Linked DNA regions of Mus musculus: all the other regions are linked to region 2. Evidence: chromatin contacts called from public HiChIP or PLAC-seq and promoter capture Hi-C data. All regions are on one chromosome and are shown on one strand. Each heading gives the region's core, a stretch centred on a gene start, on an enhancer-like site or on the middle of the called end of the contact. The rest is flanking DNA. Distances are from core to core; before and after follow the strand shown. Region 1 overlaps Lrp4 (low density lipoprotein receptor-related protein 4). Region 2 holds the start of Ptpmt1 (protein tyrosine phosphatase, mitochondrial 1). Region 3 overlaps Lrp4 (low density lipoprotein receptor-related protein 4).

Evidence for each region. Promoter capture Hi-C pulls out the DNA fragments that hold promoters and counts their contacts. HiChIP or PLAC-seq counts read pairs in DNA pulled down with a chosen protein or histone mark.
Region 1: a contact with region 2 is called in an H3K27ac HiChIP or PLAC-seq map of bone marrow-derived dendritic cells, with 5 times the contacts expected there. The contact joins the enhancer-like site here to the promoter of Ptpmt1 in region 2. A contact is called at or near these places in 5 of 39 promoter capture datasets (the C10 cell line, cranial neural crest, liver and 2 more), 4 of 115 datasets of contacts at active chromatin or transcription factors (bone marrow-derived dendritic cells, embryonic stem cells, large pre-B cells and 1 more) and 1 of 9 other capture datasets (liver).
Region 3: a promoter capture Hi-C map of cranial neural crest shows a contact between it and region 2. The contact joins the enhancer-like site here to the promoter of Ptpmt1 in region 2. A contact is called at or near these places in 7 of 39 promoter capture datasets (3T3-L1-derived adipocytes, the C10 cell line, cranial neural crest and 4 more) and 2 of 9 other capture datasets (liver and pancreatic islet).

Annotation. Positions count from the first base shown.
Region 1 is chr2:91,496,688-91,499,541 of GRCm38.p6, forward strand. Lrp4 (low density lipoprotein receptor-related protein 4) reads left to right here. Exons shown (of 38, transcript NM_172668.3): 29 at 203-421; 30 at 569-703; 31 at 1,653-1,761. Among named protein-coding and RNA genes, the nearest start is that of Ckap5, 29 kb to the right of the region's middle. Within about 2 kb of position 1,589, at least 52 of the 459 cell types and tissues checked have an H3K27ac peak or open chromatin away from gene starts, as enhancers often do. A contact at or near this core is called in bone marrow-derived dendritic cells and neutrophils, where this site is marked.
Region 2 is chr2:90,916,344-90,919,332 of GRCm38.p6, forward strand. Ptpmt1 (protein tyrosine phosphatase, mitochondrial 1) reads right to left here and starts at 1,707. Exons shown (of 5, transcript NM_025576.2): 1 at 1,369-1,707; 2 at 1,267-1,366; 3 at 1,086-1,166. The coding sequence starts at 1,643.
Region 3 is chr2:91,468,893-91,471,738 of GRCm38.p6, forward strand. It overlaps Lrp4 (low density lipoprotein receptor-related protein 4), which reads left to right. Exons shown (of 38, transcript NM_172668.3): 2 at 2,237-2,383. Among named protein-coding and RNA genes, the nearest start is that of Lrp4, 13 kb to the left of the region's middle. Within about 2 kb of position 1,564, at least 55 of the 459 cell types and tissues checked have an H3K27ac peak or open chromatin away from gene starts, as enhancers often do.

The DNA.
Region 1 (2,854 bases), core at 339-2,838, 580 kb after region 2:
ACTTAATTTGTCCTACGGCAAACCCTATACATCCAAACCCTCTTGAAGGAAACAGTCTTAAGATAATCTGCCTGTATTGAGCACCCACCATTGCTGGGTACTGAGGAACATGCTGTATCTGTCTCTATAGAGTTTATAGTGAATTTCAGGGTACGATTTCTGGTTAGTCTGGTTACTCGAGCAGCCCTGCATTGTCCCTAAGGCGAGCAGACCTGAATGGCAGCAACATGGAGACTGTTATTGGACACGGGCTTAAGACCACTGACGGGCTGGCAGTGGACTGGGTTGCCAGAAACCTGTACTGGACAGATACCGGCCGAAATACCATCGAAGCATCTCGGCTAGATGGATCCTGTCGCAAAGTGCTAATCAACAACAGTCTAGACGAGCCCCGGGCCATTGCTGTTTTCCCCAGAAAGGGGTAAGTTCATGTCTAGCGGGAAAGAGTTCCAGTCTAGAAGGGACTGGTAGAAAAGCAGCTCCCAGAATGTGTTTACAGATTAATGGGTGGGTGGTAGCCACTATATTCTGCCAATCTCTTTGTGACAATGGCGCTATTGTATCTTAGGTACCTCTTCTGGACAGACTGGGGCCACATTGCCAAGATTGAACGGGCAAACCTGGATGGCTCTGAGAGGAAGGTCCTCATCAACACAGACCTAGGCTGGCCCAACGGCCTCACCTTGGACTATGATACCCGCAGGTGAGGACCCTGGTCCAGACAGCTGCCTGGGAATAGAGGGCGGGCCAAGGAGAGCACAGAGGTTGGCATGGGGGTGGGGGGGGGAGAAAATATGGAAAATCCCTGGACAGATGAGGAAGAGGAAACAGGGAAAGGGGTAAGACAATGCAGTCAGGCCGGGCGTGGTGGCGCACGCCTTTAATCCCAGCACTCGGGAGGCAGAGGCAGGCGGATTTCTGAGTTCAAGGCCAACCTGGTCTACAGAGTGAGTTCCAGGACAGCCAGGGCTACACAGAGAAACCCTGTCTCGAAAAACCAAAATAAATTAAAAAAAAAAAAAAAAAAAGACAATGCAGTCAGCACCAGGCTTGCTGAATCCAGCCCTGAGCCTTCAGTGGCTTTGGTCTCCTTGGTTTGCAAGTTCTGAGGATTATCAGTAGACAGACTGTGTCCTATTTTACATATCCATTTAGGGTCTTAGATTTGTGGCTTACCTGCAGAAGCAATAGGCTCTGGGATTGGTAATTTCTCCTCTAGATTAGGGTGAAAAAAAGGGAAGGGCAGAGGAGGGTGACTTCCCCTTCCTGCCCCCGGAGGAAAAGAATTAAGGTCAGGTCACCTGGAGAGTTGGTAGGGTGACCTCTTCTTTTAACCTTGGTTAGGTAGGGCCACATGGCCTGAACCCTTTCTGAAGACCATTTATAAAACTGTGGGCTTAGATTTCCGGCTAGGACCCAAAGGGTGATCAAGTTGCCAAGGAAAGGCTGCGGGTGGTCCTAAATTCTCTGTGTCCCCACAGCTTCAGGTTCCCTGCTTATGAGTTACATTCTGTTCTTTAGCTGTGGGGCTCATGGTGACCTCTCGTCAGGAGTGTTTCCTGACTGCGCCTGCCAGTTCAGCTTGGGGAGGAACAGGAAGCACCTTATGGGGAAGAACCATCTGCCCCACCCCCTTCTCTTTCTCTTCTCAGGATCTACTGGGTAGATGCACATCTGGATCGGATCGAGAGTGCTGACCTCAATGGGAAGCTGAGGCAGGTCTTGGTCAGCCATGTGTCCCACCCCTTTGCCCTCACACAGGTACTGGCTCAGGAGAGAGGTAACTAGACCTCCCTGACTAGGGTGTTTCCTGGGGATCCTAAGCCACTTAGAGAGTACTCTGCTATCCTGGCCCAGCACTTCCGTGTTCTGTCATTTGAAGGCCTGGCTCTCAAAAAGAGGTGCAACTTGTGCCGGGGCCCTGGCTATAGAGAAGTTGCTTTGTGATGACTGAGCCCAGGAACATGGCATTTTGATAAGTTCCCCTGGTGAATCTACTGCTGTGCTTTTAGCTCACTTAAGTTAAAGTTTGTTAGAATGGCTAAAAGTGAGAGATTTGATGTGGCCAGCTATTTGGTGTTTGCATGCCTTCACAATGAGCCTGAAGCCTACTTGGATAAATAACAGGACACGGGACCTCTGTAGGCTGTAGTTACCTATAAAACAAGTTGGTTTAACAGTGACATGCACTTGAAGTATGCACTAGTGTCAACATAGGACGTAGCCCTCTGCGAACACGAGACATACTGTATTAATTGCTTACTGACAACAGCAAATTAAGGAAGGGAAGGTTTATTCTGGCTCACAGTTCAAAGGTTCAGTCCATCATAACAGAGAAGACATGACGGCAGGAGCAGGAGGCAGCTGGTCACAGTGTAATGCAGTCAGGAGGCAGACATTGGTGCATGCTGTGCCTGGCTACCTCTCCTTTTTAGTCCCATCCAGGACCACAGCCTGCTCACATTTAAAGTGAATCTTCTCACCTTAATTAACTTACTCTAGCAACCGCTCTGGCATGCCTTGAAGTTTTTTCCATGATGATCTCTAAATCCCATCAACTTGACATTCACAATTAACCACCAAGTCGGTGAGGTGGCTTATAGGTCTCTGAGTTCAAGGCTGGACTGGTCTGTGCTGGCAGGATCCTTAGTAAGACTCTGTCTCAAGTTAAAACAGAGATCTGCCATCACATGTAACTAGTTCAATTACTCCTAACCTTATCTGGGATAGTTCAACACAACAGGTAACCTGAAGGAACTATGTGGCAGTGATGGTTGTAATCCCAGCAACTTGGAGGTGAGGCAGGAGGATTCAAGGTTATCCCCAACTACATAGCTAGTTTGATGCTAGGTTG
Region 2 (2,989 bases), core at 457-2,956:
CTAACCTTGAATTTACTTTGTAGATCAGGCTGGCCTCAAACTCACAGAGATCTGCCTTCCTCTGTCTCCAGAGAGCTGGATTAAAAGTGTGCACCACTATGCCTGGCAGGAAGAGGGTACCCTTTTCTTATCTGTGATTTTGTTTTTAGACACAGGCTCATGTAGCCCAGGCTGGCCTCCACCTCACCACACACTGTGGCTGGTCTCAAGTTCTTGATCTTCCCACCTTCACTCACAAAGTGCTAACATAACAGGTATGAGCCACACTCTTAAAGAAATGCTTTTCTTACAGTTGGCCTTCGTCTCCAAAGCTACAATAACTAATTCAAACCTGATGCTAAAATATGTGTTGAAATGAATGAAATCAGCAAGGCACATTGTATTAGTCAGGGTTCTCTCGCTCCACTCCCTGAGCCAAGCATATTCAAACCACCACACACAAGTCACAATTTTAGTTACTGAGGTTAGTGACCAAAATCACAAATACAAAATGGGTGTATTAGCACATGCCTGTAATCTCAGTACTTGGAAAGTGGAGGCAGGAGAATCGGATCAGGACTTAAGACCCCTGTCTCAAAATAAACAAACAAAGGAAAAGTAGCATATACATGTACAATTCTGTGCATGAAGAACTGTACCCCCCGTCCCCATTTTGAAGCAGGACTTCCTTGTCCTGTGTCCTGACTGACCCAGAGCTCACTACATACAATACACCAAGCTGGCCTGGAACAACTTCTTGCCTTAAGGGGGCTGAAATTCCAGGAGTGAGCCACCCACAGCGGGTTAGCTCGCTCTTTTTAGACAATGGCCAGGACACATTGAACTCCTGGGCTCAAAAGATCCTGCCTCTGCCACCTGAGTCTCCAGACTCGCAAGACTTCTTTCTGGCTTATCAGCTTCAGCGTCTTTCCACCTGCAGCCATTTGAGCTTGACCCACATACACAGAACTTGAGAAGGCAACTAGGTCTCCAACACTGGTCTCGGAGACAAGGTCACCCACGGCGTCCTTCCTCTTCCCCTAGCTTCTCCAGCTTTCCCAGGCCCGAGTGCTGGGCCAGCCAGGCCAGAGGGCCCGGGTCCTCACCTTCGAGGTGTTGCACAGGAATCGGGTCTCGTACTCCTCGTTCATAGTGATCACCCCGCGCACGTTCTCGTCCAGTACCAGCTGCCGAGGCAAAGAGGAGGCTCAGCGAGGGCCGCGGGGCGCCCGCAGAGGCCCTGGGCCCGCTCCCGGCCCGGCCCGGCCCGGCCCGGCGGTCTCTCACCCGGCGCGTCATGTTCTTCAGCGGCAGCGCGCCCAGCAGAACCGTGTGGTCGATGCGGTGGTACCAGTCGCGGTGCGCCGGGCCGCGCACCCTCCCCCGGACACTGTGTAGAGCAGCGTCGGGTAGAAGAGCACCCGGGCCAGGCCGGCCTCCAGCCACGCGGAGGCCGCCATCCCGCCCCACCCCGCCAGGCGCAGTGGCGAGGCGCCCCACCCCGCCAGGCGCAGCGGCCAGCCACCGGCCCCGGGGCTCGCGACCAGCCACCGCGAGAAGGACGCGGAGGACGAGAGCTGAGGGCCACCTGATGCCTCCCGACTCTTCGAAGCTGAGTCCCCGGAGTCCCGGCCCTGCCCGAGGGATCCCGGAACAGGAGCCATGGCTCCAAAGGAGAGGCGCCGCGAGGCGCGGCGAGGGGTCGGGTGGAGGGAGTGGAATGGCAAGATCGGGTGAAACTGTGACCCTGCCTAAGGAGCAGGGCCGGCTCTCCAACCCCTGACCTTAGGGAGGGGCCGTGACCCCGGAGTGCACCCATCACTAAGGAGGAGGCTCAGCAGAGAGGCTCCTCTAAACAGGGAAGGCCCTGGAGAAGCCGAGTCTGCCTGTAAAAAAAGCGGTGGTTGTCAGCTGCTCTTGGGGGAGCAGGGAACCTGAACTTGAACCTAGGTGGTGGTCTACTGCCCTGTGTCTGTCTGTCTGTGTCTGTCTCTCTGTCTCTCTGTCTTTCCCCGCCCCCCCCCCTCTCCTTTTTTAAAACCAGGTCACACTATGAAGCCCTAAATGTCTTCTACTGGCTATGTAGCTAGCTCCAGGACACACAAAGGAACCCTGTCTCAAAAAAAAAAAAAAAAAAAAAAAAGTGTGTGTGTTGGGTGCTTTGCCTGCCTGTATGACATCACCTGGGTGCAAAGTCCAAGGAGTCCAAAGAGGATGTTGGAACCCATGGGACTGGAGCGTGACTCGGAGAGAAAGCTGGAGAATGCTGGAAATCAAACCAGGGTTCCCTGGAAGAGTAGCCAGTGCTCTTAACTGCTTAAATATTTCTCCAGCCACAAGAAAATACTCTTAACCTGTATCTGCTGCTTTTCCCCTCCTTTTTGGTTTTGATTTGGGGTGATTTGTTTGTTCGTTTTTCAAGATAGGGTTTCTTTGTGTAGCCCTGGCTGTCTTGGAACTCTCTTGTAGACCAGGCAGCCCTTGAACTCAGAGATTCACCTGTCCCTGCCTCCTGAGTTCTGGGATTAAAGACATGTGCTACCACTGTCTGTCATCTTTTTCCTCCTTTTAAAAAAGAGATATATTTTATTCTTATCAAAGAAATACTCGTAATAATACCCAAGAAGGAAAGAGTAGGTTGAGAGGAGTTTGGAGGGTGGGGATGAATTTTATCAAAGTGCATTAATACATGTATGAGATCCTCAAAGAATTAACAAGTATTAAATTTAAAATGGAACGTGTAGAGCTGGAGAGATGGCTCAGAGGGTAAGAGCACCAACTGTTCTTCCATAGGTCCTGAGTTCAATTCCTAACAACCACATGGTAGCTCACATCCATCTGTAATGGGATCTGATGCCCTCTTCTAGTGTGTCTGACAGCTACAGTGTACTCACATACATAAAATAAATAAATCTTAAAAAAAAAAAAAGGTAAGGAAAAATAGCCCATTTACTTTAAATCGATAAGTGAAGCAGACATGCCATTTTCAGTGTGGGGATTGGAAAGTATA
Region 3 (2,846 bases), core at 314-2,813, 550 kb after region 2:
CCAGTGTGCCACAGCATAAAATCTGTTTATTCCATGTTTATTTGTGGCTTTTATTTTATTTTATTTTTTATTTTCTGTAACATATTAAGAAACTCAGTTAAGCCTGCCCATGCAGCTGTTGATCCCAGCTACTTGGGAGGCCAAAGTAGAAGACTTTCAAGTTTAAGACCTGCCTGCCCTACAGAGTAAGTTCCAGGCCAGCAACTTTATAAAACCCTGAACCTTGTATTAAAATAAAAAGTAAAATGAGGTCTGAGATGTGGTTTAGTGGGTTTAACCCCCAGTGCTACTTTTCCCTTAAGGAAAAAAAAAAGAAAGAAAGAAAGCGAATTGCACAAAGTCATGTGCCTGCTTGATGGAACCCAAGGTCTGCTTGTCTGCTCCAGGTCAGGCATTTACCCTTTTGCACTCTTCCATTTTATCCCTTCTTCCTATCTGTCTTTCTTTCTGGATGTCCCTCCAGGTCTACCTCTGTTCTGATTGTATGGTACTATCCATATTTCTCCACCTTTGCTGACTTATGGGTCAGTTTACAGGGACAAGGAGCATCCCGTGCACTGCTGGGGTACTTAGCTGCATCCCTGGCTTCTAGAAGCTCAGGCATCCTGGAGCACTGAAGGATGGTCCCCTAAAGGACAAAGCTGTTCCTCTTCTCCTGCTGAAACTTACTAACTAAGCCTTAAGTTCTCTCTGCAGCTTCTCCACGAAGGAGAGTTGTGTGCCAGAAGCATCCTTGCATGGAATTGTCCACGCTGCTGAATCTGGCCCAGGGTTCCGTAAAGATGTGCGTGTACTTCACTGAGCCAGTGTTCCTCAGGCTCTGCTGTCTCAGGTCTTAGTGAGAGATGTCCTTATTCCTCAGTCTAGGAACTGAGAAGAGCAGGCAACTGGGCAGTTGCCCTGGGCAACGGGACCTTCTGAGTTTCTCTGGGGAAGAACCCTCCAGTCTTTTGTAGAAAGACAGACATTGGGCTTGAAGTGAGGGCTTCCTATGAGGAAGGCAAAGCTGTTGTCCCTCCTAAAAGGACTCTGCTTGCCTTCAGAAGGAAATTCTGCATCTTTCCTGGGATAACTTTATCTCTTACGTGTAGACAATTGAGAGAAGGCTAGAAATATACATTTGGGCATAGCTTGAGAGGCTGGCTCACAGATGTCAAAGGCTGATTGGCCATCCATCTATTCAGCCATCCATTGCAGGTTAGGAAGCTTTGCCTTAACCTCACACCTTTGGGAGAGAAGTAGGAAGACTGGGGAGGCGTAGAGACCAATAGTAAAGGAACAGGAGTGGCAATGTACAGCTGACCCTTCCCAGTTCCAGCCCAGGCTGAAGGCAGGGCCCAGCTAATGGGAGGAAGAGAGGAAAGCTAGGGACGAGATGAGCAACAAGGCAGGCCCCCTCCTTCCACAGCTGCAGCAGCTCAGCGGGTTAGATGAATAATCTGAGGGGGGAGAGTGACCCTAGAAGAACCCTTTGTTCCAGCTGAGGCTGGAGCAGGGGCACCGAGCCATTCACACGCCATCCCAGGGCATCCTGCTGGGTACTCTGGGGAGGGGGCACTGCAGCCAGTCATGGGACTTGGCCAGGCAGATAGCTTGATGCTCAATGGGGAAGCCAGCTGCATGCTGCTGAGGCTGGGGGAGGGGCTGCGTCCACCGGCCTTCCTGCAGGCCTTGGTCTGTCTCACAGACTGGAAGGCACTGACTGGAGCACTGGCTGGTCCTGGTTAGTCTGTCCTGAGGTGGCTTGATCTTGTCACCCCTTGCCCCGAAAAGTAAAATCTGATGATAGGACTCGCAAGCTCCTTCGTGCCTCCCCACCTGGATTCCTTGACATCGAGAGGCACCGTGATCTGGTTTCACCGTTCTAGCTTGCGTCAGTGCTTGAGGCTGCAAGGTGGAGGAAGGTTTACTTGTGTCTCAGTTTTCTAATTTTGGAAGAAAGCATATAGAGGTGTCTTGGTAGGTGGCGGCTGTCCCCCACTCTTGTTCTGAGCACAACATCCCTTGGTGGCTTTATTTGTCTCCTGGCCTTCAGAGATGCTGTGTAAAGATGCCATAGACGGGGCCACGAGGCTCTCTGTGAACCCAAAGTCCGAAGCTGTCTTTGGGATCATATCTGCCCTGGCAGAGGAAGGAAATCTGAGTGACAATTCCCTTGGGTTTTTCTCCTCCCCAACCCTGTTGGCTTTGGGTGGACAGGCATCAATGCCCTCTTTTTCCTATTCTTTCTGCCCAGGAATAGCCAGCAGTCTGGAGTGTGCATGTGGTCGGAGCCACTTCACATGTGCGGTGAGCGCGCTTGGCGAATGTACCTGTATCCCCGCCCAGTGGCAGTGTGATGGAGACAATGACTGTGGAGACCACAGCGATGAGGATGGCTGTAGTAAGTAGCATCCCTGGGTTAGCAGGAGGAGATAAAGGATGAACCAAGGAGTGTTTTATGCTTGCCTGCCTTGTGTCCAACTTAGAGTTGGGCTCTTGCAAGGGTGACCGGATGTGGAGAGAGACATCGCTTCTTCACATGTACACATTTAAAAACTTGTATTTCTATTGGGTAGATCATGCCTCTAACCCCAATAAGCACACACTTTGAAGCGTTGCAAAAGGGCCCGCATGGTGGCTCACACCTTTAATCCTAGCACTTGGGAGGCAGAGACGGGCAGATCTCTTGAGTTCGCACCCAGTCTGGTCTATAATGTGAGTTCCAAGATGGCTGGAGCTAGAGAAACCCCTGTCCAAAAAAAAAAAAAAAAGTGAGAAAGAGAGAAAAGAAAAAGAAAGAAAAAAGAAAAGAAAAAGAAAACAAGAAAAAGAAAGAAAGGAAAAGCAAACTTGGAAAAGGCATA